2 separate regions of the Rattus norvegicus genome follow, and region 1 is linked to region 2. The links are chromatin contacts, called in public Hi-C maps. All regions are on one chromosome and are shown on one strand. The core of a region is the stretch at or near the end of the contact, and the rest is flanking DNA. Distances in the headings are between cores, read along the strand shown.

Region 1 (6,069 bases), core at 2,261-4,760, 49 kb after region 2:
CCTTCAGCTCCTTATGCCGCACCCACGCACGCACGCACCCACGCACGCACGCACGCACGCTTAAAAAGTATCACATGCCTTTAAGCCTAGCATTTGGGGGGTAAAGGCAGGCAGATCTGAGTTTGAAGCCAGCCTGGTGAGTCCCAAGCCAAGTGAAATCTTGGCTTTTTAAAAAAAAAAAAAAAAAAGTGTTTTGGGGTTGGGGATTTAGCTCAGTGGTAGAGCGCTTGCCTAGCAAGCGCAAAGCCCTGGGTTCGGTCCCCAGCTCCGAGAAAAAAAGAAAAAAGAAGGAAAAAAAAGGTGTTTTAAATGTTGAAGAAAAATATTTAATGATGAGATTTTTTTTTTTGCCTTTTGTTCTTGAAAATATGTACCTATACTTTCTGTTTTTTAGAAGACAGACTTTCCATATTTGTTCATAAACCTTGAGAACTATTTCCATGTGTGCCAGTGAAAATGACTTTGTCTACAATCCAGGAAAGAAGGGGGCAGGCCAACTTTCAGTGAAGCTTGTCCTGGCCTGGCACTAGAATGACTCCCCCCACCCCAAAACTTAATTCAGCCAGAATGAGAGTCCACACCTGTGGTCCCAGCACTTGGGAGGCAAAGGCAGGGGGAGTTTTACTACTGTGGTCGTGAACCTGAGTTACATTAATTATCTAATTATCCTTTTCCCCTGACTTGTTTGTTTATCTTGCCTTTGGTGTCTTTGGCCTTAGATAATTTATGAGTTAAAATTTGGTACTGTCATCCTAGTTGAAACACATTCTAAACTAATGATTAAACTTACTCTCCGTGTGGGAAAGAAGGGCTGTATATACCAGTTGTGAGCCTACTGTGGAGATAGATGGCAGGCTATGGTGAGTTTTGCCGGGCACTGTCACATAGCTGGGTGGCAGCTTTGCCCTAGCTCCTAAGGAGGACACTTTCTCATAGTGTTTACTGTCTTCCAGCTCCCAGGCTGTGTCCGGCAGCTCCATCCACAGCCCTCCGAGTGGGCACTGCTCACTGATCCTCCTTACGTGTGTGTGTGTGTGTGTGTGTGTGTGTGTGTGTGTGTGTGTGTGTGTGTGTGTAGGCTTTGCACAGAATGTTTTTCTGGGTTTTGAGGATGGTTTGGTTTATTTATTTTATTTATATGAATACACTGAGTACATTGTAGCTGTCCTCAGACGCACCAGAAGAGGCATCAGATCTCATTACAGATGGTCATGAGCCACCATGTGGGTGCTGGGAATTGAACTCAGGACCTCTGGAAGAACAGTCTGTGCTCTTAACCGCTGAGCCATCTCTCCAGCCCTTGAGGATGGTTTGGAACAGTGAGTCAAGTGTTTGGTCACTCAGTGTTTGCCAGGCTGGCTACACTGGGCAAGACTGGAGAGAGGCTGCCTGCCCTCAAACAGAGCAGTCAGACTGAACCAACAGGAGTGATAGGGGCAACTGGGATGGAAGTCTTCCTCTGGGGCAGGAGCAAGGTGGAGTGAGGCGAAAGAGTTATAAATAAGTTAGTGCCTAGAAAAGTCAAACGTGGATTGAAACTCCAGGTAATTACATTGCAATAAACATGTCTGGAAGCCCGGGACCTGGGAGGAGACGGGCGCGATTCAGGAGTTCCAGGGCACCTCAGCTACATAGTGAGTTTGAGGCCAATTCAAAAAGCATGTCCAGAAAGACTTCTTGTGAGACCCACCCTTGGAAGGGCAATGGGAAAAGGAAAGGCTCCATACAGGAAGAAAGAGACTAAGAAGAGCCTGGGATGTTTGCTTCAAGTTGAAGCCTTGAGCCTACCCGAGAATGGTAGTTTGAGGCAGGCAGACAGAAGTTGAGTGACAGGTGGCAGAAGGGGATGGATGTGAGGCTGAGGAGCTGGCTGTGATTTAATAGATGGCTCACATCTGCAGGCAGGGAGAGCGGATTGGATGAGCCCTGCCTGTTGATGGAGTCAGGAGCTCCGTGATCAGATAGGAAGGATTCGTGCGGTTCAGGCAGCTTGGAGGTGAAGCTCAGTCCGTTAGGAAACAACCCAGACTGCACCTTCCCCAAAGGGAATGTCAGACTTGCCTCTAAAAGTCAGTAAATCCAGCTGGTTAATAAGCCTTTTGAGTCATACGTGGTAAAATCACCTCTTGGGGGGTTGGAAGAGTCACTTTTTCTGTTGTTAGCATACATCCTCTTGAAGTAGCTAATAAAATCAGATATTCCTGGGGAGTAGAAATGTGAGTGGAGCTAGACTTGTGTAACGGAGTAACTTCTTCCTGTCTGCAAGGAAGATGCTTGGCTGTCACCGTCAGCATGTTGCCGGTGTGGTGGCCTGAGTGAGAACGTGCCCATCTCAGTCCACCCACTGCGCACCTGCAGAAACCGTCTCATGTTTAGCAGCTTTTTTTTTTTTTTTTTTTTTTTTTTTTAACTATCTCACTTCAGGAATATCTTATGCGAGTGCATTCGCTCGCTTCTCCGTAGGATGCAGTTACCGGGCACTAGCTCATCTTTTCTTAAGGGGCCAGATTAGCAGGCCTTGTGAGCCTAGGACTGAAAGCTGCTGTAACCAGTTTGTAAATTCACGAACACACAACAGCCCTGATGTATTCCAGGAAAACTCTATATATAAAACAGACAGCAGGCTGTACCTTGCTGTCACCTTTCTAGAATTTCTGTTTGAGCAGAAAGAAAGAAAAAAAAAAAAAAAACCTGTTTAGAGGCAGGATGCCATCTTACCTTGTAAGCAGTCCCCGTGACCGGGCAGCTGTGGCTTGCAGGAGCCGTTTGCATTACTGGCTATACTGGTTTTGCCTCTGTGTGCGGGCTAAATCAAGGCTGTCTTCATCTCTCTCCGTTCTTTAGATGTTGTGGGCCTTTTATGTACTAGATAATCTAAAAGGAGGAGTGGGGTTCAGCATGATGGCGTACCTCTGTCTTCCCAGCACCTGGGAAGATGAAGCACAACCATTCTGAGTTCAAAGCCAGCCTGGGCTGCACAGCCTGCAGAATTAACAGCAAGTTAATTACCAAGGAGGTGACTGGGGGTCAATACCAAGTGCGTGCTGGCCTTGTCTGCTATGAATTGTGCAAGGGGCAAGGCAAGCACAGACCGGTTCCAGAATGCAAGCTATGGCATCATCAAACAGTGCTCAGAGAGCATAACGATGTCCTTATGTGTGGTGTTGGGGAGGCTGGTGGGGCTCTAGGTTGACACATGAAAGGAGGGTGTGATCCTGCAGAGCCAGGCAGGTTCACATGGTCACAGAAGATACCAGAAGCCTCTTTAATTTTCTACTCTCTGACTGAAGGCAGAGAGAGAAAATGGACTCTGTGATCTTCCAGGAGACACGTGCTCATTGCTTCTGAGTAGAATGAAGATTCCAGGCCCTTTGCCTTTATGCCTAAAAGCCTTTATAGCATGTGAAGTCTGTTAGATTTTGGTTACTTTCATGGTTAGGCTTGAGGCCTGGTGTCCTCCATGGTAGGGTAGCACCCTCTGCTGGCTGTCTCTGCTTCCTAGAGGGGGAAGGGGAAGGTCTCTAGAGGGCACACTCAGTGAACAGGCTCTGGGATGAGAGCCGGCCTCCCAGCTGTCAGATTACAGCTCATTAGGTCAAGCCTTAGGGGAATCGTCACAAATAGACCGCACAGCTGTGTGCTCGACTCTGCCTGCCAGCCTTCTCTGCCTGCTGGCTCCTAGGGCCTTGGAAGGTGAGGGAGGTGGAGGCTGGGCCATGCGCTGAGTGGCATGGTCTCTTGTCTAAGACCCAACCACAGTGGCTTTACTTCTGCTGCATGATGTTGACAGATGTGCGTGTGTGGTGGTTTTAAACCTTTCCACAGGAGGAGCAAGTCGTGCTGAAAGTGGCCACCCCGCAGAAGGAAGCCGTCCTCCACCCAGATTCTTTCACCATGTCGGCCTTGTTCGGGGTTTTCGTTTTCATTATTGGGCGGTTTGTTTGTTTGTTTGTTTGTGTTTTATTTTTGCTCATTATTGCTTTGTTTTCACTTTTATTTCGTCCCGACATTTTCCTTTATAGTCCACCATTAGATATTGATCAGTTGAAGCTCATTTTAAGACTCGTTGGAACCCCAGGGGCTGAGCTTCTGAAGAAAATCTCCTCAGAGTCTGTGAGTTGATGCTTTGATTGTAATTACTACCCTATGGGGCCTCTGCCTCTTGCCTTCCGTCACTCTGCACTCTGACTTTGGAATGTTTGTGTGCCCGTGTGCTCTGTGTGTGACCTCTGAGGTATGCGTGTGTACATGCATGTGCCTGCTTGCATGCATGCGTGTGTTTTATTCTAAACTATTTTTATCTGGGTGTGGACTTCAGATCATGGGAGCTCCTGTGGGCAGTTGTAGGCTAATAAAACTGAGAGTTGAGATTCCAGTCAATTCCAAGAGATTAATGGGAAGTTTGTGTATCTGCTCCTGTGCCCTGACTTCTCCCTAAGGTTGCCCACATGCTGAGGAACCCTTCTCACATTATGAGCATCTGATATCTGACACTTACCGTGCGCTAGTCTGACCTTACCTCAGAAGGGTGATATGTGCCTTGTCTGAAAGTTACCTGCTCTTTACTTCCCCAGAGGGGCACCTCCTGCATGGGGTCTTTCCATGAGGCTCCTCTCCCTACCCTCAGACCACACAGAGTAGCTTCCTCCCCTCATGACAATCTGCAGATGGCTCAGAGCTCCTCCAGGAACCTTGGTCAATCCAGTGGAGAGCACGGGGGCCACTTGGGGCCTGTGCCTTCTCCACAGAGGCTGTAAGAAGGGAAGGGACACTGGTTGACTTTAGCCATTTTTTTTTTTTTAAAGCTGTTGGTCACTTTCTGGGGCCAACAACTTTGAGGAAGCTAGGAAAGCCCCTCCTTCCACTCATTCCCCCTTGAGAAATAAGTGGAGGAGCCAAGCCCCCACTGTGCATGCCTAGGTCCCCTCCCACCACTTCCCAGTAGAAGGGCCTTCTGCCCAGCTAGACAGGCACTGGGAGCTGCAGGCACAAAGCAACACATGAGTCGCCTCCCCTGACAGAATCAGAATCAGGACCCTGCATCGCTGCGTAGATGGACGAAGGACCCTGGAGCTAGAACTGCCTTTGTGTTTCTATTCTGAGGAGCGTAAAAGGGTGCACTGGGCCTGCTTTGTTTTGTTTCATTCACTCCTGTAAGATAAGGAAGCAAAAACGAAAAGCTGTGACTTGGCTGAGTCGTGTTTGAGTCACTGGGCAGAGCCAGTGGCTCCCACTTGTTCTGGTGATGTGAGCCTCATGCAGTTACACAGCATTCGGAGTCAGCCTCAGACACTGACCACACTGAAGAGCTGCCTTTGAGTGCAGAAGCTGGGAATGGAGAGCCACAGCTAGGAGAGTGTTTAGGGAGGACTGGCCGGTGAGAGCATACGGGGCAGGCTGGGGCTTGGGAAGGAGTTCAGCCAGCCAGTAAGGAGTACTAGTGACACTGAGGTGACCCGTACCTCCCCTGTCTGGGTTTTACTGTCAGTAGCTCTGCGTCCCCCTCCCACTCCTGTCTCTGCTTTGTAAACACCTGCTGCCTGTGGCAGGTTCTGAGGCACCTGTGTGAGAGGCCATATCTGCCCTGCACCAGCCCAGCATGTCTGTCTAAGAGCCAGTGCTGGACACATGAGCTAATAATGAGACGACCTCTGTCTTCACGTGCCGTGGGCAGCACTGGACAAAATCCTCTCCTCAGTAATACTCGGTTGAGTACAGTTGTGAGAGAGGAGCTTCCCTACATAATTGTCAGGGAAGGAAATGTAAATGTTGAAAAAGTCCGGGCAAGGGTCATGTGATGTTGATGACCCCGCCCACCTGTGCAGTCTCCAGAGCACCATGTGGTGGTGCAGTCCTGTACCCCAGCACTTAAAAGGCAGGGGCAGGAGGGTTGAGGTTCGAAACTGACCTAGGATACATAGCAACTTTGAGGCCAGCCTGGGCTTAATTTGTACGACACTGTTTTTAAAGAACAAAAAGTCAGCTGTTGTAGACGTAGCTCAGTTAAATCAACATGGCTGTGGGTCCCCAGAACTCATGGAGGCGGGGAGCACACAGTACCTACATACA
Region 2 (6,390 bases), core at 394-2,893:
TGGATGTGAGTTCTTACGGGTCTAACTTTCCCCGTTCACTTTTATTATCTTTTTCTCGGCTTCTACGGAAGATTCCACTAGGTGGGAATGGAGGGCTGGGTTTCCCTCGTGGAGACTAGAACCGGGGCCTAAGGAAGCTCAACAGACTTGTCTTAATAAATGTCCGAAGCCCTCGTCGTTTCCCCAAACTTCCAAAGGCGTGGATTCTTTAAATTTCTCATGAATTATGTCTTTAAAATCCTCTCAATTTAAGTTCTTTTTTTTTTTTCTTCTTTTTTTTTTTTTTTTTAAAGATTTATTTAGCCGTCTTCAGGCACACCAGAAGAGGGCATCAGATCTCATTACAGATGGTTGTGAGCCACCATGTGGTTGTTGGGAATTGAACTCAGGACCTCTGGAAGAGCAGTCAGTGCTCTTAACCACCGAGCCATCTCTCCAGCTCCCTCAATTTAAGTTCTTAAAATTCTCCCAATTTTTCCTTTAAATTTCTAAATTTTGGATGGTTCTAAATTGGCAGGAGTCGGTCTCGAACCGGAGTCATGGGCTTTGGGGTGTTCCAGATATGGTCTCATAACAGCCCAGGCAGGTCTCTTAACTACTCACTATATAGCAGAGGCTGGTCTCCTGGTCTTTCCAAACGCTGGAATTACAGGCTACGTAAATCTAAATAAATACATCAAATATATGAGAAGGGTCTCTTGGTCTTTCCAGATGCTAGAATCACAGGCTGTATAAATCTAAATAATTCAGTAAATAAATAAAATCAAATACATGAGACGGGTCTCCTGGTCTTTCCAAACGCTGGCATTACAGGATGTGTACATCTAAATAAGTAAAATAAATGAGAAACTTTCCTGAAATGGAATGACCTACCTGCAGAGAGAGAGAGAGAGAGAGAGAGAGAGAGAGAGTGTGTTTCCCTTCCAGTCATGGGTATCGAACCCAGGGCCTTGCAAACGCAGGTCTCAGCCTCAAAGTGGCCATTCCTGACGTCCACCTCTGACCTTGTGCATCGGACTCCCTAGTGGGTCCCTGGAACCTCCTCCTACACCTTCCACGGTGGTTCTTCTGGTGAGGACATTTAGAAGCTGCTAGGAGCGTCCGGCGGGAGGGAGAGCCTGGGCTTTGAGACCGGGTTAATGTTTGCCTGGGTGGGGAGGGGGACAGGTTTCATCAGCGTCCCGAGATAAGCCACGCGTCCTTGAGCGGATGGGAACGCAACAGCTTTCTGGACAGGGCCAGTCTGCTCTTGCAAATCTTTCTTGGAAATCGCCGGCTCCGGTGAGCAGGTGGCTCGGAGCTCAAAGACCGCTTGGCTCTCTTTCCCCCCCCCGACGCCGTCCCAGTGGTTTTCCGCCACGGCGCCGGGCATTCGCCGGTCCGACCACAGAGAGGCGCGCGCGGCCTACGCTGCGGTCCGCCCCCACCCTCGGCGCCCCCCGGGAGCAGAGTCTCCCCTAGAGTTCCTGCCTCAGCTCCCGGAGCCGTGTCTCTCTTCTCGCGAGATCTTCCCGTCCCGCGCGCTCTTCTCGAGCACCCCCGCCCCACGGGCAGGTTCCATATTGGGTAAGATCTCGGCTCGCGGAGCTGTTCTCGCGAGAGTCCTGCTAGAGCCTCCCCGGCCGCTGCCTGCGGGGAGAGGGGGGAGATCGCGGCCACTGGAGCCCGAGCGGGCGCTAGAGCGCGAGCGGCTGTCGCGCAGCGTCGGCGTGCGCTCCCCAGGGAGCGGCTGCAAGGGGACCGCGGCGGGAGCTGCGTCGAACCGTGCAGCCGGCTCCCGCTCGTTGCCGAGGCTCGTAGGTGCCGCCGCGGCTGACAGGAGCCGTGGGTCGCAGCCTCCACACCTGCGCGGGCGCGGGGTCGGGTCTGCCGCGGGCGAGCGAGAGGGCGCAGAGGAGAGCGTGCGGCTGCAGGCAGGGGCCCTCGCTCGGCCACCTCGTCGCCGCGCTGCCGCCGCTGGAAGATGTCGCAGGAGAGGCCCACGTTCTACCGGCAGGAGCTGAACAAGACCGTCTGGGAGGTGCCCGAGCGATACCAGAACCTGTCCCCGGTGGGCTCGGGAGCCTACGGCTCGGTGTGGTGAGTGTCGCCGGGCTTGGGGTTGGGGGCGGGGGTGGGAGGGAACGTGGTGGAGCAAGCAGGGTGGCCCTGCATGCCTGAGCGCCAGGCCTGTCCCCACAGCTCAGCGATGCGCCCAGCGGCAGGAATTCTCCTGCGGGCGTGTCTTGGGGGTGCAGGGGGCAGTTGGAGCGGGACGTGTCCTGCACCCCTCGCCCTGCACACTCAGGTGGGTGGGGAACCGTGTGCGGGATCGGGTCAGCCGTGGGCGCGGTGTGATGGGGCTCCACCCTGTGCTCTCCATGCTCGCAAGATCGTTCCTCCCGGGGGTCCCTCTGCAGCCGTGCGGCCTCTGGACCCTGCCTCCGGGTACCGCCACTTGGCACGCAGGAGCCCTGCCCCGGGGAGCGGGCGAGCTGGGCGCAGCTCCGGCGAGGAGCAGTAGGTCAAAGCCTGACCCGGGGACTGCGGTCACCTGAACGAAACTTGCAAGAAAAAGCGCTCCCTTTCCCGGAATTTTTTTTTCTCTTTCTCAGTTTTTCCCTCCCATTTAACCATTTTTGCAAGCTTCGGTCGAAAAACCCAGAATCGGGAAACGTTCTTTTGGGATTCGCACCTGAATTAGCAGCACCCCGAAGGGCTTAAAATAATACCGACTTTATCTCGGGGACCGCGGGGTGCCAGCTTGCCGTGGTGTGTTTCCGATTCGGTTGAAAGCGTATTTCCTTTTCGGGGAGGGAGGGTGGCAGTGCCTGCAAGGACGCTCCAGCTCTCAGCTTAGTCACACAGCGCTGCTCAGTTCAGTATTGTTTGACAAAACCAGTTTTCCATACGGAGCCAGAGTGGTTCTGATCTGTTGGGCGCCCCTCAAAGATCAAAAAGGTGGGACCGAGTGCTGGAGTTGTAAATGGTTTTTAATTGGGATGCTTTTCTTTCTTTAAGCCCCTTAGAAGATTTGCAGGGGGCTTTAAGCTTGTAAGCACCGAGGCACATGGGGGTTTTTCGGGAGAACCTGGCCGCAGAAAACGATGCCTTTCAGCTTTCATTAACACTTCGGCTTTTTGTTTGAGTTCGTTTGAGACAGAGTCTCACTATGGATGGCCCTGTCTGGCCTGAGCCTCAGTGGCTAGACCAAAGCCTGGCCTGGAACTCAACAAATTTTGTCTCCTGCCAGCGCTGAGAATAAAGGCATTTGCTACCACACAAGGCCCTGGGAGCAGGTTTCAGATTAAATTTATACAGTCAAAGGTCCACTCCAGAAATGTCAGGGACTTTCAAGGATTCATATAGTCTCATTTATTGGGACTCAGTGTCAGTTTAGACCTCCCTATCTGAAAGTAAAGACCAGACTCAACAGACTAGACTCTTCTGCGTTTTAGTGATTTATATTCACGTTTCCCTGAAAGAGCCTGTGAAATGTTTTTTTTCCCCCCCTTTGGAACAAATTCTAGGCTTCTGGATGTGTTAATCTTTAAGTATGAATCCTGTGTTACTTAAAGTCACATCGTGAATTTCCTGTTTGGTAGAATCTTCCTGGTAATTGCGATTGTGCAACCATGTCCGGCAACAGATCATATTGCGTTTGCTCGTTGGAGCTGCCTAGGCTGTGCTGCTGATAGCACCAGCCCTGACCTCTTTCCCCCAAGTTTACAGACTGGCAGTTTGCATTTTAAAGGGGATGTCAATAATTTACATCCCGTGTTTGTGATTGGTTTGTTTCTCTAGTACTCACCAGCTCCCTCAGTATCTCCAGTCTTCATTGCTCACTGTTACAGCATCAGGCTTTTGTCCCCATTTGGATGCTTGGGAAGGATGGAGCAGAACTCAGGGCTTCTGGGAGAGGGAACTTGCAGGGTTTCCTAGGGCCACTGCTGCCCTGGCAGAAGAGCCAGCTTTACAGTGACTTGCCACAGTGAAACCAACACCACTTCCTCTAGTGCTGTTACTTTCTTGCAATGGGATTGAGCACAGCCTCCCAATGAGATAGACTTCTACCAAACAGTTTCTTTTTTTTTTTTTTGGTTCTTTTTTTCGGAGCTGGGGACCGAACCCAGGGCCTTGCGCTTCCTAGGTAAGCGCTCTACCACTGAGCTAAATCCCCAGCCCTTACCAAACAGTTTCTTGAACATAGGTAGTGCTGGCCTAGTGATGTAACCATGGCACAGTCCTGGCCTTACACTGCAGCAGTGCACAGCACAAAGCAGGTCGCTTGAAATAAGGGTCAAAGAGGTCTGCAGCAAAAAAAAACAAAACAAAAAAGAAAAAACCCTGCTTTCAGCCCTGCCTTCTAGTCTGTCAGTTCCTTGCCTGTCTTCCAGAGACACAGACATTTTTTTTTTAAATTTTTAACATTTATTTATTTATTATGTATACATCATACAGCTTTCTGCCTGCATGTATGCACCTGCAGGCCAGAAGAGGGCACCAGACCTGATTATAGATGGTTGTGAGCCACCATGTGGTTGCTGGGAATTGAACTCAGTACCTCTGGAAGAGCAGACAGTGCTCTCAACCACTGAGCCATCTCTCCAGCCCCCAGGGATTTTTTTTTTTAAAGATTTGTGTATGTGTTACATATGAGTACACTGTCTTCAGACAGACCAGAAGATGGTATTGGATTCCCTTACAGATGGTTGTGAGCCACCATGTGGTCACTGGGAATTGAACTCAGGACCTCTGGAAGAGCAGTCAGTGCTCTCAACCACTGAGCCATCTCTCCAGCCCACTGAGCCATCTCTCCAGCCCCAGACATTCTACCTTAGAGATTTATGTAGCCTATCCATGAGGGAAAGATAACTGAAACTGTCTGTGACTGAGCAAATGTCACCTCCAGTCAGATGTATAGGCGTTACCGCTCTCGGGTTACTTGAAATTGTTTTCAATTAGCAGCTTTTTAGATGCATCTGAAAAGCACCTTTTGGTTTGTTTGTTTGTTTGTTGGCTGTTGTTTTTGAGATGGGCTGTCCTATAATTCACATTGTAGACCAGGCTGGCCTCCAACGCAGATCAGCTGGCCTCTGTCTCCCAGAGTGCTGCAGTTAAAGGTATGCAAGACTATACCTGGCTTCTTGGATTTCTTTTTTAATCCACTTTGAGGCCTGTGTTCCCTTTCTTCTTCATCCTCTGAGATGTTGGAGAATAATGAAGTCCACTTGAATGGAGATAATAGAGGGGGATTTAGACTGAAGTCTTGAGGAGAGAGAAGGCTGTCCTACTGCCGACTGTAATAAGTTGTGAGGGACCTGAGGTCTCTTCAAGAAAGGAATCCCTGAATGGGACATGATATACAGTGATTTGTAACTTTCTTTTTTAAGATTATTGGTTTTTTTTTTTTTTTTTTTTCTTTTCTTTTTTTCGGAGCTGGGGACCGAACCCAGGGCCTTGTGGTTGCTAGGCAAGCACTCTACCGCTGAGCCAAATCCCCAACCCCGATTATTGTTATTTTTATTTGTAGTATTTAGTGAACAACGGTAAAAAGAAACAACAAGAGATAAACTGTAGTGTTACCAACTGTAAATCAGAGATGAATAAGTCAATCAGTCTGGAAATGTGAGAATTGGTATGGTTTGACAAATATCTTTCTTTTTAAAAGTGTAAAGGGAACTAAGCTAAGTTCTCCAAGTTTTAAGGAACTTTATTCACTGCCTGAAAAGGGAAACAGGCGTTAAAGACCACATTGTTGCAAAGCATTGATTGTGTGGTTTGGGGCATGGGGAAAATCTTTGTGGTGAATGTAAGGAAACTCAAACAGGAACGTGAGTGCCTCCTCTGGGGAGGCCTCTCTCCAGCCCCTGGCTGGGCCCACTTGAACCCATGCCTTGGGAGTGAGCGTTAAGAATTACTTCTAGGTCATCCATAGCCATTTAGTCATTAGTGTGTACCGCACACCACCAAGTAGTGGCTGGGTTCTTGAGATGAGTACAGAACAAGACAGCTCATCTTGTCGTTGGACGTGTAGGAGAATGGATGGGTTTAATAGCTGCCTTTTATGGGTGGCTTACTGTGTTGTAGACATGGTGACCCATAGTTTATAATCGGCATGTAAACATGTAACAAACCTGTAGCTAAACATGGTAATTTCTTCTAAGAAACTAAATCTGATTTAGCATAGGACAAGATTATTCCAGTAAATATAACAAAAATAAACGAGGCCTTTTCTTTTTTTTTAGTGTTAATTTATTTTAATGAGCTAGGGTAAAAAGAAAACTCTGTGATTAAGTATGAAAAGATGACCTTTTTCACTCTTGACGATTGAGAAGGCTGCACCTTCACTATTAGCTGTAACACTCGCTGGGCTCTCTCCCTCCCCTTCCTGCCTGTCTTCCTGCTTTC

The links. Hi-C and Micro-C count contacts between places; a contact is called where the count stands out from the background.
Region 1: a Hi-C map of Schwann cells shows a contact between it and region 2, with 4 times the contacts expected there. The contact joins the enhancer-like site here to the promoter of Mapk14 in region 2. A contact is called at or near these places in 6 of 12 Hi-C or Micro-C datasets (the Rat2 cell line, Schwann cells, kidney and 3 more) and 1 of 1 datasets of contacts at active chromatin or transcription factors (oligodendrocytes).

What each region holds. Positions count from the first base shown.
Region 1 is chr20:6,796,866-6,802,934 of GRCr8, forward strand. The region is part of intron 8 of Mapk14 (mitogen activated protein kinase 14); the gene reads left to right. Among named protein-coding and RNA genes, the nearest start is that of Mapk13, 37 kb to the right of the region's middle. Within about 2 kb of position 3,511, at least 16 of the 93 cell types and tissues checked have an H3K27ac peak or open chromatin away from gene starts, as enhancers often do. A contact at or near this core is called in Schwann cells, where this site is marked.
Region 2 is chr20:6,749,716-6,756,105 of GRCr8, forward strand. Mapk14 (mitogen activated protein kinase 14) reads left to right here and starts at 1,644. Exons shown (of 12, transcript NM_031020.3): 1 at 1,644-2,079. The coding sequence starts at 1,964. It overlaps Slc26a8 (solute carrier family 26 member 8), which reads right to left and starts at 1,469. Exons shown (of 20, transcript NM_001107614.3): 1 at 1-1,469.